Regions from separate parts of the Sus scrofa genome. Here region 2 is linked to region 1. The links are chromatin contacts, called in public HiChIP or PLAC-seq maps. All regions are on one chromosome and are shown on one strand. The core of a region is the stretch at or near the end of the contact, and the rest is flanking DNA. Distances in the headings are between cores, read along the strand shown. Region 1 holds the start of CX3CR1 (CX3C chemokine receptor 1). Region 2 has its middle 9.6 kb from the start of SLC25A38.

What was found. HiChIP or PLAC-seq counts read pairs in DNA pulled down with a chosen protein or histone mark.
Region 2: a contact with region 1 is called in an H3K27ac HiChIP or PLAC-seq map of alveolar macrophages, with 7 times the contacts expected there. The contact joins the enhancer-like site here to the promoter of CX3CR1 in region 1. A contact is called at or near these places in 1 of 5 promoter capture datasets (liver), 9 of 47 Hi-C or Micro-C datasets (alveolar macrophages, blood, embryonic fibroblasts and 3 more) and 1 of 2 datasets of contacts at active chromatin or transcription factors (alveolar macrophages).

What each region holds. Positions count from the first base shown.
Region 1 is chr13:23,954,609-23,960,188 of Sscrofa11.1, forward strand. It overlaps CX3CR1 (CX3C chemokine receptor 1), which reads right to left and starts at 2,959. Exons shown (of 2, transcript XM_003358374.4): 1 at 2,808-2,959. It overlaps LOC110256576 (a long non-coding RNA gene), which reads left to right. Exons shown (of 3, transcript XR_002338216.1): 3 at 1-889.
Region 2 is chr13:24,018,512-24,023,379 of Sscrofa11.1, forward strand. No RefSeq gene overlaps it. Among named protein-coding and RNA genes, the nearest start is that of SLC25A38, 9.6 kb to the right of the region's middle. Within about 2 kb of position 3,515, at least 4 of the 83 cell types and tissues checked have an H3K27ac peak or open chromatin away from gene starts, as enhancers often do. A contact at or near this core is called in alveolar macrophages, where this site is marked.

The sequences.
Region 1 (5,580 bases), core at 1,709-4,208:
GCCTGTATCCATCACTCGGCTTCGACTGTTATCAACTCATGGCTGGTTTCATTTTAAAAGCAGAACCTAAGGCTTAGCAAGGTCAAGTGCAGAGCTTGGCCTTCATTCCAGAGCCAAGCTCTTTCCCCCGCCTACCTGTGAGGTGGTGAGAGTGACAGGTGTGGAGCAGGGCTAGACGGTGGCTAGTACACACTCACACACAGTGGTGCTTCCTTTGAAGCCAAGGGCCTGGGTGAGAGCCAGGTCAGTCTGAGGGCTAAGAGGGGTCGAATTGATTTTAGGCTGGGACTGTTTCCTATCCCGCATCCCTTTGTGAAAACAAAGCCCAAGCAAAGAGGAAGGTGAAGGATGTGAATCCATCACCTCCACCTCCCCGCCAAGCCTAAGTGTCCCTGGAGTTTCCCAAGAAAATGGGGAAGTTTTCATGCCTGCTTTTCACACAGTCCAGTCTTCTTTTCTTTGGGTTCAAGTTTTTTCTTCCTCAAGTTTTCTATTTCAACTATTTGAAAAAGAAAAAGCCTTTTTTGCAGAGGGAGGGCAGGAGGAGAGAAATCCTCAAACTCCCTGGCCTTCCTCTGGACTGGGCTGTGAACTCACAGAGCAGAGACTGCGGTGCCCCGGGGCAGTGACCTGATGTGGGTCACGCAGTGAGAAGTGACAGGCCCCAGCCAGCTGTGGCGCCAGATGTCTTTCCTCCCGTTTTGCATCCACATGTGTGTCTGCTCATACTTTCTTTCTGATGATTGTGTTTTCCAATGACACAGACCTTCTGAGCCCGAGTGTCCCAACAGCATACATCAATATGGAACATCAGAGTTGTGTCAGCAGTTTGTTTTGAAAATAGTTTTCATTATAAATGCAATAGATGCTCACAAAAATATAGATGGGGCAGTTCACACTGTGGTACTACAGTGGGTTAAGAATCTGGCGTTGTCTCTGCAATGGTTTGAGTTGCTGCTAAGGTGTGGGTTCTATCCCCTCAGTGGGTCAAGGATCTGGCATTGCTGCAGCTACAGCGTAAGTTGTAGCTGCAGCTCGTATTTGATCCATCCCTGGCTCAGGAACTCCATGTGCTGGGTGCAGACAAAAAAATGAAATATAAAATGCAGATGGCACAAAAAAGCATGACGTGGAAAGGAAAGATAAAACACAAAACTATCTACAATCCGGCTTCCCAGAGCTAACCACAGCTAGCTTTTAGCTTTCTCATCCTATCTTTATGCATATTTTTAATATTAATATAGAGTATATTTATATCTAAAATGAAAATACTATTTTAAAAGCATTTTATTATACAATTCCTGAACATAAAAAAGCAGAGAGGACCCCGACGCACTCACCACCCAGCTTCCATAATTCGCAACTCATGATCAGTATTTTATCTATTCCTCACTTTATGCCCTACTGGATTATTTAAAATAAATCCAGATGTCATGACATTTTACCCATAAACTTAACTAAGTGTGAATCTCTAAAACAATAAGAAAGACAAAAATAAAATTATTTAAAAATAACTTCAATGTTATTTCTCACCTTAAAAAGTTAATAATTCCTCAGTATCATCCAGATGTGATTTTACCTTTCTAAAAAAATTTATTTTATTTTATACCAGATTTACAATGTGTTGATTTCTGCTGAATAGCAAAGTGATTTAGCTTTTTTTTTTTTTTTTTTTTTTTTTTTTTTTTTTTGTCTTTTTGCTATTTCTTGGGCGCTCCCGCGGCATATGGAGGTTCCCAGGCTAGGGGTCGAATCGGAGCTGTAGCCATCAGCCTACGCCAGAGCCACAGCAACGCGGGATCCAAGCCGCGTCTGCAACCTACACCACAGCTCACGGCAATGCCGGATCCTTAACCCACTGAGCAAGGGCAAGGACTGAACCCGCAACCTCATGGTTCCTAGTCGGGTTCGTTAACCACTGTGACATGACGGGAACTCCATGATTTAGTTTTTTAATGTATATTCTTTTTCATATTACTTTCCCTGATGGTTTATTATACAATATTGAATATAGTTCCCTGTGCTATACAGTAGGACCTTGTTTATTCATCCTACATGTAATCATGGGCAGATGCAATTTTATTTTTTTATTATTATTGTTATTATTATTATTTTGTCTATACCTGTGGCATGTGGAAGTTCCCAGGCCAGGGACTGAACCCATGCCATAGTGCAACCTGAGCCACTACAGTGACAACGCTGGATCCTTAAACCTCTGAGCCACCAGGGAAATCTGATACAATTTTATTTTATTTTGTCTTTTTTAGGGCTGCATCCATGGCGTATGGAAGTTCCCAGGTTAGGGCTGAATCAGAATGTATCCACCTGCCTGTGCCACAGCCACAGCAATGCCAGATCCAAGTGGAGTCTGTAACCTACACCACAGTTCATGGCAATACCATATTCTTAACCCACTGAGCGAGGCCAGGGCTTGAACCTGCGTCCTCTTGGATACTAGGCAGATTCATTTCTGCTGAGCCAGGATGGGAACTCCCTGATACAATTTTAAGTGATGCTTTTTTAAAATGAGCATTTCTCCATGTCCCTGAAATGTAATTACTAATGCTTTTAATCATATTGCATCACATTGAGCAGATCATAAATGATCTAATTACCCACTGTCCTCTCCCCACTTCTCCCAAGCCCCTTGGACATTTAGGTTGCAGTATCCTCAGGAAAATGGTATCGCTTGTTAGGATGTGAAGCAAACCAGCCTCTTTAACCCACTTTGACCTCTGACCAAAGTGCCTCCCCCACCTGGCACCCACAGGGCACCCTCAGGTGCTAACCACATCCTCTTCTCTTACCTGGGCTGGACCTGGGGAGGGAACTTCTGGATGTGCCAATCCGCCACCCTGTCCTGCGAAGACTCTACCAGAGAGTATTTCCCTTTCCCTCCCTCCTTATTTGCAAAGTTAGCCAATAGTGTCTGGTTTCCTGTGAGGTAGACTATGTTTAGATGCTGCCCACGCAAGTTCAGAAGCTCCAGGCTAGAGGCCAGCTGAGACAGGAGGGTCTGAATTCACAAACCTGGGAGCCTAGGGGCACACACAAGCCTGGGGACAGACCAGGAGGGGTTTGGAGGGAGTGATAGCTTGGGGGCTGTGTTATCTACCCCTACCCCAATGTGAGTGGAGGGCAGGGAACAGTGCAGCTCTCCTTAATGATATGCTTCAAGAAAGCCCAGGAACTGAGCCTCAGTTTTCCTGCCAGTAAAAGGGAGCCCATAATACTCACTGGGGTGCAGGTTTGCTGAGCTACAGATTTTCTCTTCAGAGTGTGGTCCCAGCTGGGAACTTATCAGAAATGTAGCACGTCAGACCCTGCCCTAGGCCTCTTGAAGTAAGACTCTGCTTTTTTTTTTTTCCTTTTCGATGCCTTATAGATTTTATTCATGATAAAGAAAATTCACCTCTATGTATCTTTATTTTTTTTTCCCATGTGACTCGCTTTATTATGACATCTGCTTTATTGCGGTGGTCTGGGACCAAACCCACGATATTTCTAAGGTATGCCTATATTGTTTTATAAAAACAAAAAATTTTATTTATTGAAGTATAGTTGATTTATAGTGTTTCAGGTATACAGCAAAGTGATTCAGTTATGCATATATGTATTCTTTTTCAGATTATTTTCCTCTATAGGTTATTACAAGATAGGGAATATAGAGACTGCATTTTAATGACGTTCTTAGGAGATGGTCAACATATTGAGTTTGAGAGGCATTGGCACAGAAAGCACCTACAGAGTGCCTGGCACCTGGTGGGCACTCAATAGCATGTTTCCCCTCAACTCCCTCCTTTAAGGCTCTTTGTGGTTCCCTGTACCCTGCAGTTAAGCCCATGTTGTGTATCTGATGGGCAGTGGTCCAGGCTGCTCCAGTGGGATGTGCCACCCAGTTGGGTCCTGATTTCCAGGCTGTGATCCTTCCCCCAACCCTGGCCAAATGGTTCTCTGACTGGAACTAGAATCTCAACCACCATGGCCACACTGCTTTCCTACCACTTCCTTACCTGCCCGAGTCACATTCAAGGCCAAGACTCCTCCTGGTCACCCCTTCCCAGGGCCTAGCCAGTGTCTGGAATAGGTAGGCCCTCAGTACATGTGTTTATTGAGTGGTTGATGACACCCCCCCCAGGCCTTCCCTGGCTCCTCACTGCCCTTCTCACCACCTGTGCCCAGCACAACCCTGGCTCTAGTCACTGTGGTCCTAAGGGGAGGACTGAACTGCAAGCTCCCCGTCCCCCCGCCCCCACATACCGCTCCTCATCCCCAACACAGACTCTCCAGCCAGGACCAGCTGTGAGTGGGACAGCAGTGCCCCAAGCTGGGTGACCTGCTGGCATTTGAGGAAGTCCACTGCCCAGTTTCCTTTCTCAGTCTTCCCCTGGCCTCAGTGTCAGGCTATCTTCTTGGCCAGGCTAGAATTTGTGCTAAAAATAATCCAAGACTACTGCTGGATTCCCCCACCCCCAGGGAAATTCAATATAGAGGAGCCTGCCCCACTGGGACTGGCAGATAGACTTTACTCAAATGCCTTGAGCTGCAGGAAACTTCAGATGCTTGTTAGTGTTTGTGGACGTTTCTTCTGGATGGGTGGATGTGTATTCCACCTGGACAGAAAAATCCTCTAAAGTAGTTAAAGCCCTCCTTAAGAAATTATTCCCTGAGTTGGATTGCCTACCCCCTTCAAAGCCCTTCAAAGTGATGGTGAGCCTGCTCCTGTCCCCAGGATAACCCAGCAGGGATCTAAAGCATTGCATGTGGGTTGGAAACTACATTCATCCTGGAGTCACACTCAACAAGAAAAATTGAGAAAATGAATCACATATTGAAAAAGAGCATTGCTACCGTATGCCAGGAGACTAATTTATCTAGGAATAAGGCCTCTGCTGTTGCACTGCTATAGAATTGAGTGGCTCCCAGAAGCAAGCTTAAATTAAGCCCTTCTGAAATGTTGGGTGGTGGATTGTTCCAAGTGTCTGCGATCAGGCTAGTAATCCATGTGGCAAGGTTGCTGTGAGGGTTAGCAATGACACATGTAAAGCATGTCAGATGGCGCTTCGTGGCAGGGGTGGTTAGCCATTTCGTTGTTGCAGAGTTGCCCTCTCTGAGCATCTCTGATGTCAGATGGGAACTTCATGGTCAGGCAGCCAACAGGGGAGTCTGTCCTTGTTTCCTATGTTAGGGAATCCCATATGGTTGAGCCCACTGATTGGGAACAATGAGGAGGATGGCTATGACGGCATGTGCAGCTCAGGCCATGGTTTACAAAGCTTTCCCGCAGGCACCAGCCCCTTTTCAGGGCAGGGAACTAGGCCCAAGGCGGTTAAAGGAATAACACAAGGCCACTCAGCAGGTACAGTTTAGAAATTTACATACATGTGGTGTCTGGCTGTTTCTCCGCATATTACCAACCAGAGCAATGCCTCTGAGAAGCCTCAGGGTGGACAACCATCACTCTCCTAAGGGCTTTCTTTTAGCCCTGGGAGAGCAGCTTGTGAGGGAACCAACCAATGGCCAGGGTTGTTAGGCAGGTGGAGGAGGCCAGGGTGGGGGAGTTGGGGAGGGGGAAACCAT
Region 2 (4,868 bases), core at 2,265-4,764, 64 kb after region 1:
TAACATTTGTTGGGTGAATGAATGAACTGGCCCCTGAAAGAAGACAGAGTTAAGAACCTGGGTGATGTATCAGGGCCCCTGTCCTCATGCAGAGACCGAGGTTATTCACTCCAGTTCCTGTCATTGTTGGTTGTATTGGTGACCCTGGCCTGCAGAATATTCTGAGATTGATGCAGTTGTTCCAGGCACCTGGTTTAGGCAACTAAGAATGCATCTGGCAGCTCCCCACATCAAATGCTTATGTAACTTAATAACTCATGATTGCCTAATATCCCCTGTAGTTCTGCTCCCTGCTGCTTTGCCTGGCATGGCAGAGGGAGGGGATTTTGCTGCCCTCCTCTCTCTGCCTCTCAGGATACCAACACAGCCTGTGGCTGAGTCTGAGCCTCAGGCCAATGCTCACCTAGGTAGAAGTCTTACCAAGGTAAGGAGGTTCAGTTGGCCATCTCAGCTGGATGTCATGCTGCAGAGAGGTCTCAGGTGGCTAGAGAGGCACCGACAGGGAGCACCCCTTCTCCCAGCCCTCAGGTCAGTCTGTATGCTAGCCCTACCCATCACAGTAAGTGCCCACATCACTTACAGATGCCAGGCAGCTGTGAGTATGGTCTGTGTTCCAGATTGAGGGAGATGAAAGGGAGCTTAGACGTCATCCTTTCTGCTGCTCTCCTTTGACAGGTGGGAAATCTGAGGCCTGGAGATACAAGATGGTCTGCCCAAGGCCACACCAGAGCGTTAGAGCCAGGACTCCAGATTCTTAGAAAACGCTCATTCCTCTTGGCCACTGTGTCCTATATTAAGGGAGGGGCCATCAAACGGGGGCTTAGAGACAACATCTGGGGGCCCCTCCAGGCTTCCAGACTCTGCAGAACATTTCCCATCTGGAAAGCTGGGTTGCTGACTCCCAGTAAGAGCAGAATCAAGAAAAGAGAATCTGATTAGTAGCAACTCAAGGGGAAACTGATTACATTTTAATGAGACATTTTCTGAACAGAAAAAAAAGAAGCATAATTAAAAGTGAATTGTGGGAGTTCCTGTTGTATCTCAGAGGGTTAAGAATCCAACTATTATCCATGAGGATGTGGGTTCAATCCCTGGCCTTGCTCAGTGGGTTAAAGGATTCAGCATTGCCATAAACAGTGGTGTAGGTCACAGATGCACTCGGGCCTGGCATTGCTGTGGCTGTGGTGTAGGTAAATGGCTGTGGCTCCAATTTGACCCCGAGCCTGGGAACCTCCATATGCTTTAAGTGCTGCCCTGAAAAGAGCCCCCCCAAAAAAGTGAATTATGTACAAATTAAGTGCTAAAAAGTAGCTTCACTTGGATGTCACCCCTTTCATTGTTATAAGATGAGTAAACTCATTCCAAAAATATTTGAGCCCAGGCTTGGTTTTACATGGTCAGCACTAGAGAAGAACTCTTTGAGATCAAACTAGAGAAGAGGAGACTTATCCTGTTGGATTCAATTGGAACAAACATTTTGGAATGCTTGCTCTGGGCCATGTACTCTCCTATGTCATGACCTCATGCAGTTCTCACAGCAAACTATAGGGCAGGTGGCATTATTCTCATTTCACAGATTTAAAAACTGATGCTCAAGAGTTCCTACTATGGTGGAGCAGTTTGAGAATCTGGTGTTATCTCTGTGGCAGTGCGGGTTTGATCCCTGGCCCAGTGCAGTGCGTTAAGGATCTGGCATTGCCATAGCTGTGGTGCAGGTCACAACTTCGGCTAGGATTCAGTGTCTGGCCTGGGAACTTCCATATGCCATGAGTGCAGCAAAAAAAAAAAAAAAAGAAAAGAAAAAAACAAAAAACAAAAAACAAAAACTGATGTTCAGAGCAGTTAAGGGGCAAATAGCATTAGGGGCAGTGTATTAGTGGAAAGAGATTATGAATATGGAATTCAAATGCCACTCTACTCTCTACTAGTTGGCAAAAGAGCTCCCTGCAGGAGGACAATAAGGATGGGGAACTGTTCCTAGTTGTAAGATACCCCCTTCCACTTAAGAGTCTTTCTGTTGGTAAACAATATAAGAATCTATATTTCCTCCATCCGTGTGGTTAAGGAAAGGCATACACAGGGAACTGTGAGTAAGCCAATAATTGAGGCAGAAAAAAGTAGAAACTCCAAGAGCAGGAAGGACCGTTTGGCACAGGTAAATATGAACGACAACCAAATGGAAGGTACGAGAAGATGTTGCCATGTGATAGATTACCCAAAATCCTGGGAGGAGGGCTGAGCACCTAGAACTAGTCTCCTTGTCATCTGCCAGAAATGGGGATCTCTGGTTGAGCCCCGTTATAATAGACAGCAAAGCGGCATAATAAACCAGAGAGTCAGCCGAGGTGTAACCATCTTGAGAGAAGAGCCTGGAGGACATGGGGGAGCAGGAGAGGGAAACGGCCAGGAAAAGACTGTGTCTTCAAATTGTTTATCAGCCAGACTTCCAATGTCATTGAGGCCTGACCAGAGTACAAGTTCCGGTGTGCAAGCAGGGAACCGCCTAATGTGCAAATCTGACTGTTTCATTCTCCTACTTATAACTTTTCCGGATAAAACTCAAATCCTTTAACATGGCAGCTCAGGTCCCCAGTCTTTCCCTCTGTCCTCCTCTCTCGCCCTCCTTCCCTACAACCAGACATTTCCACTTGTTCGGTTCTGGGAACCTGACATGCTCTCTCTCATCTCTGGCCATTTATACTTGCTCTGCCTGGTAAAAATGGGCCCTTCTATTAAATACATACTTGAATAAATACATCAAATTGGAATCAGACCAGGCATAGTCTGATACCTCTTTTGGACTTTTCAGGTCTCAAGTAGCCACCTCCATTCTGATACAAAATGTGTCCCCTCCCCGGTACCAGCTGGAGCTCCATCATGATGGGGCTATATAATGAATTCATGGAGAAGACCATGGAAGGGACATGGACATGACTTCTGGGTTGTTAGCTCTCTGTGCAGTTCCTCGAAGAGGCAGTCTTTGCTAGGATCACTAACGCTTTCCCAGGTAAGTTCACACCCCTATACCAGGAGTGCTTAACCTGGGCTGGAAGGATCATGTGGAACTGTTGGCAAAACTTTGCTCACATGTGTGCATTTTCTACGAGGAGCTCTGTGCCCCAGCCCAGTTCCCACACCTCCTGCGTAGGTTGCATTGGTCTGAGAGTCTAGACATGGTGATCCCAGACTCACATGCATTAGGCCAGAGAAGGAACGTGGAGGCCACCTAGCTCAACTTGCTGTTTTTACAAATGAGAAAACTGAGGCCTAGAGAGGTGATGAAGTGAGTTTTCGGCAGAGCCTGGACTAGAATCAGGAATTCCTGACTCCTGGGTCAGGGCTCTCTCCACCCCTGCTTGCAGTCACTCATGGTGTCTCCTTATGCCTGCTGGCCCCACCATCTCCTGTGGACCAGAAAGGTGCAGTATGAGGGAGGAATTGGGAAGTGGCACTGCCTGGGATGGAGGGAAGTGGCACTGCCTGGTACCTCGAGGCTGTAGCTAGTGGGCTGCTGTCCAGTGACTCCTGAGGCCAGGAGCCAGAACCTGTTGAGAACAAGACTCGCACTCCCTCTAGTGGTGAGTTTGAGCAGAGCGCCTGAACAAGTGAAGGATAATGGCTGGAAAACAATGGTAGGTGATGGGATCCTGTCTTAAAGAGACAGTCGGAACTAGCTGCAATTCTTCTAATTTTATATACCTAAGCTGTCATTCAAAATTCTGCTTTGAGAATCTTGGGAAAAATACAAGTGTTTGATGAGTATTGGATTCAGTGTATTAGAGGCTTTACCCTTGACCTTCAGTTAGGGCCTCTAAACTCCCCATTTCCCTTGGAGGTCACACTGTACAAACAAATCCCACTGAAATCTCAGACCTATGGCAGGAGGAGCAGACATTATATGCTTGTTTTACAGAAAATATTCTTGCCTGCTTATTCCTTGATCTACCACCGTCAGCCCACTTTGTAATCTAAGGAAAGTGGGGAACAGGAAAAGACCGCCTTCTTCCTCGTTTTTCAAGTAGATGTCAGGCTTACATCGCTAGCTCCTCCTTCATATTGGGTAAGAGAGTATTTGACCTTATGAGGTCAGACTAGGACTGTCATAGAGCTTATTCAAATCAGCAGAAGGGTGATAACATACATTAAAATATGTTGAATCATCTCAGATTTCTGTATAATGAAGGTCTCCTACTTTGGAATGTCATCCTTCCCTTAAATTTCTGTCCTTGGTCCTAAGGATCCTTATCTTGCTAAACTTCAATGCAGACCTCATTTTAACTTTCACTGAATGACCTGAGGCATATCTTGTATTTTCACTTGTGGTTTTATAGTTAAGCAAGCTCGCTTCATTCCAAGATGTTCTGATGGCTTTCTTGAGCAATTGTGAACTTACAGTTCCTTTGGTCTCCCTCTCTATCTATAGTCACCTACAGGGACTTCTCCAACCACCTATGTAACTATTCTCTTCTGTCCCTATACGTAGTACCCGGAATCCCTGGGCTGATTATTCCTCCTTACTGTCCCTCACACTGCAAGTATTACTCCTTCTTCCGAAGCTGCTCCTTGCCTCCAGAGGCTTATGGGGCCAACCCAGGGGGTGCAGATAGAAGGCTAAGGGCAGTGGGTTTTCCCAAGGACCTCCTCAGGTCCGATGCTTTTTGCCCTAGAGAACGCCAGCTCCAGCCCAAGAAGAGGGCTTCCCCATTGACTCAACCCTTCTCTTCAGTTCAAATGGTAGAAGTTGCCTGCTCACCTCTTTCTCTGGATCACGAAATGGAGACACTCAGCTTTGTGTCGTCTTGCACAGTGACTCGGAGAAGTGTGTCTGCTTGCTCCAGCCCAGACTCCTTCTGGCAGGCCTGCCTGGG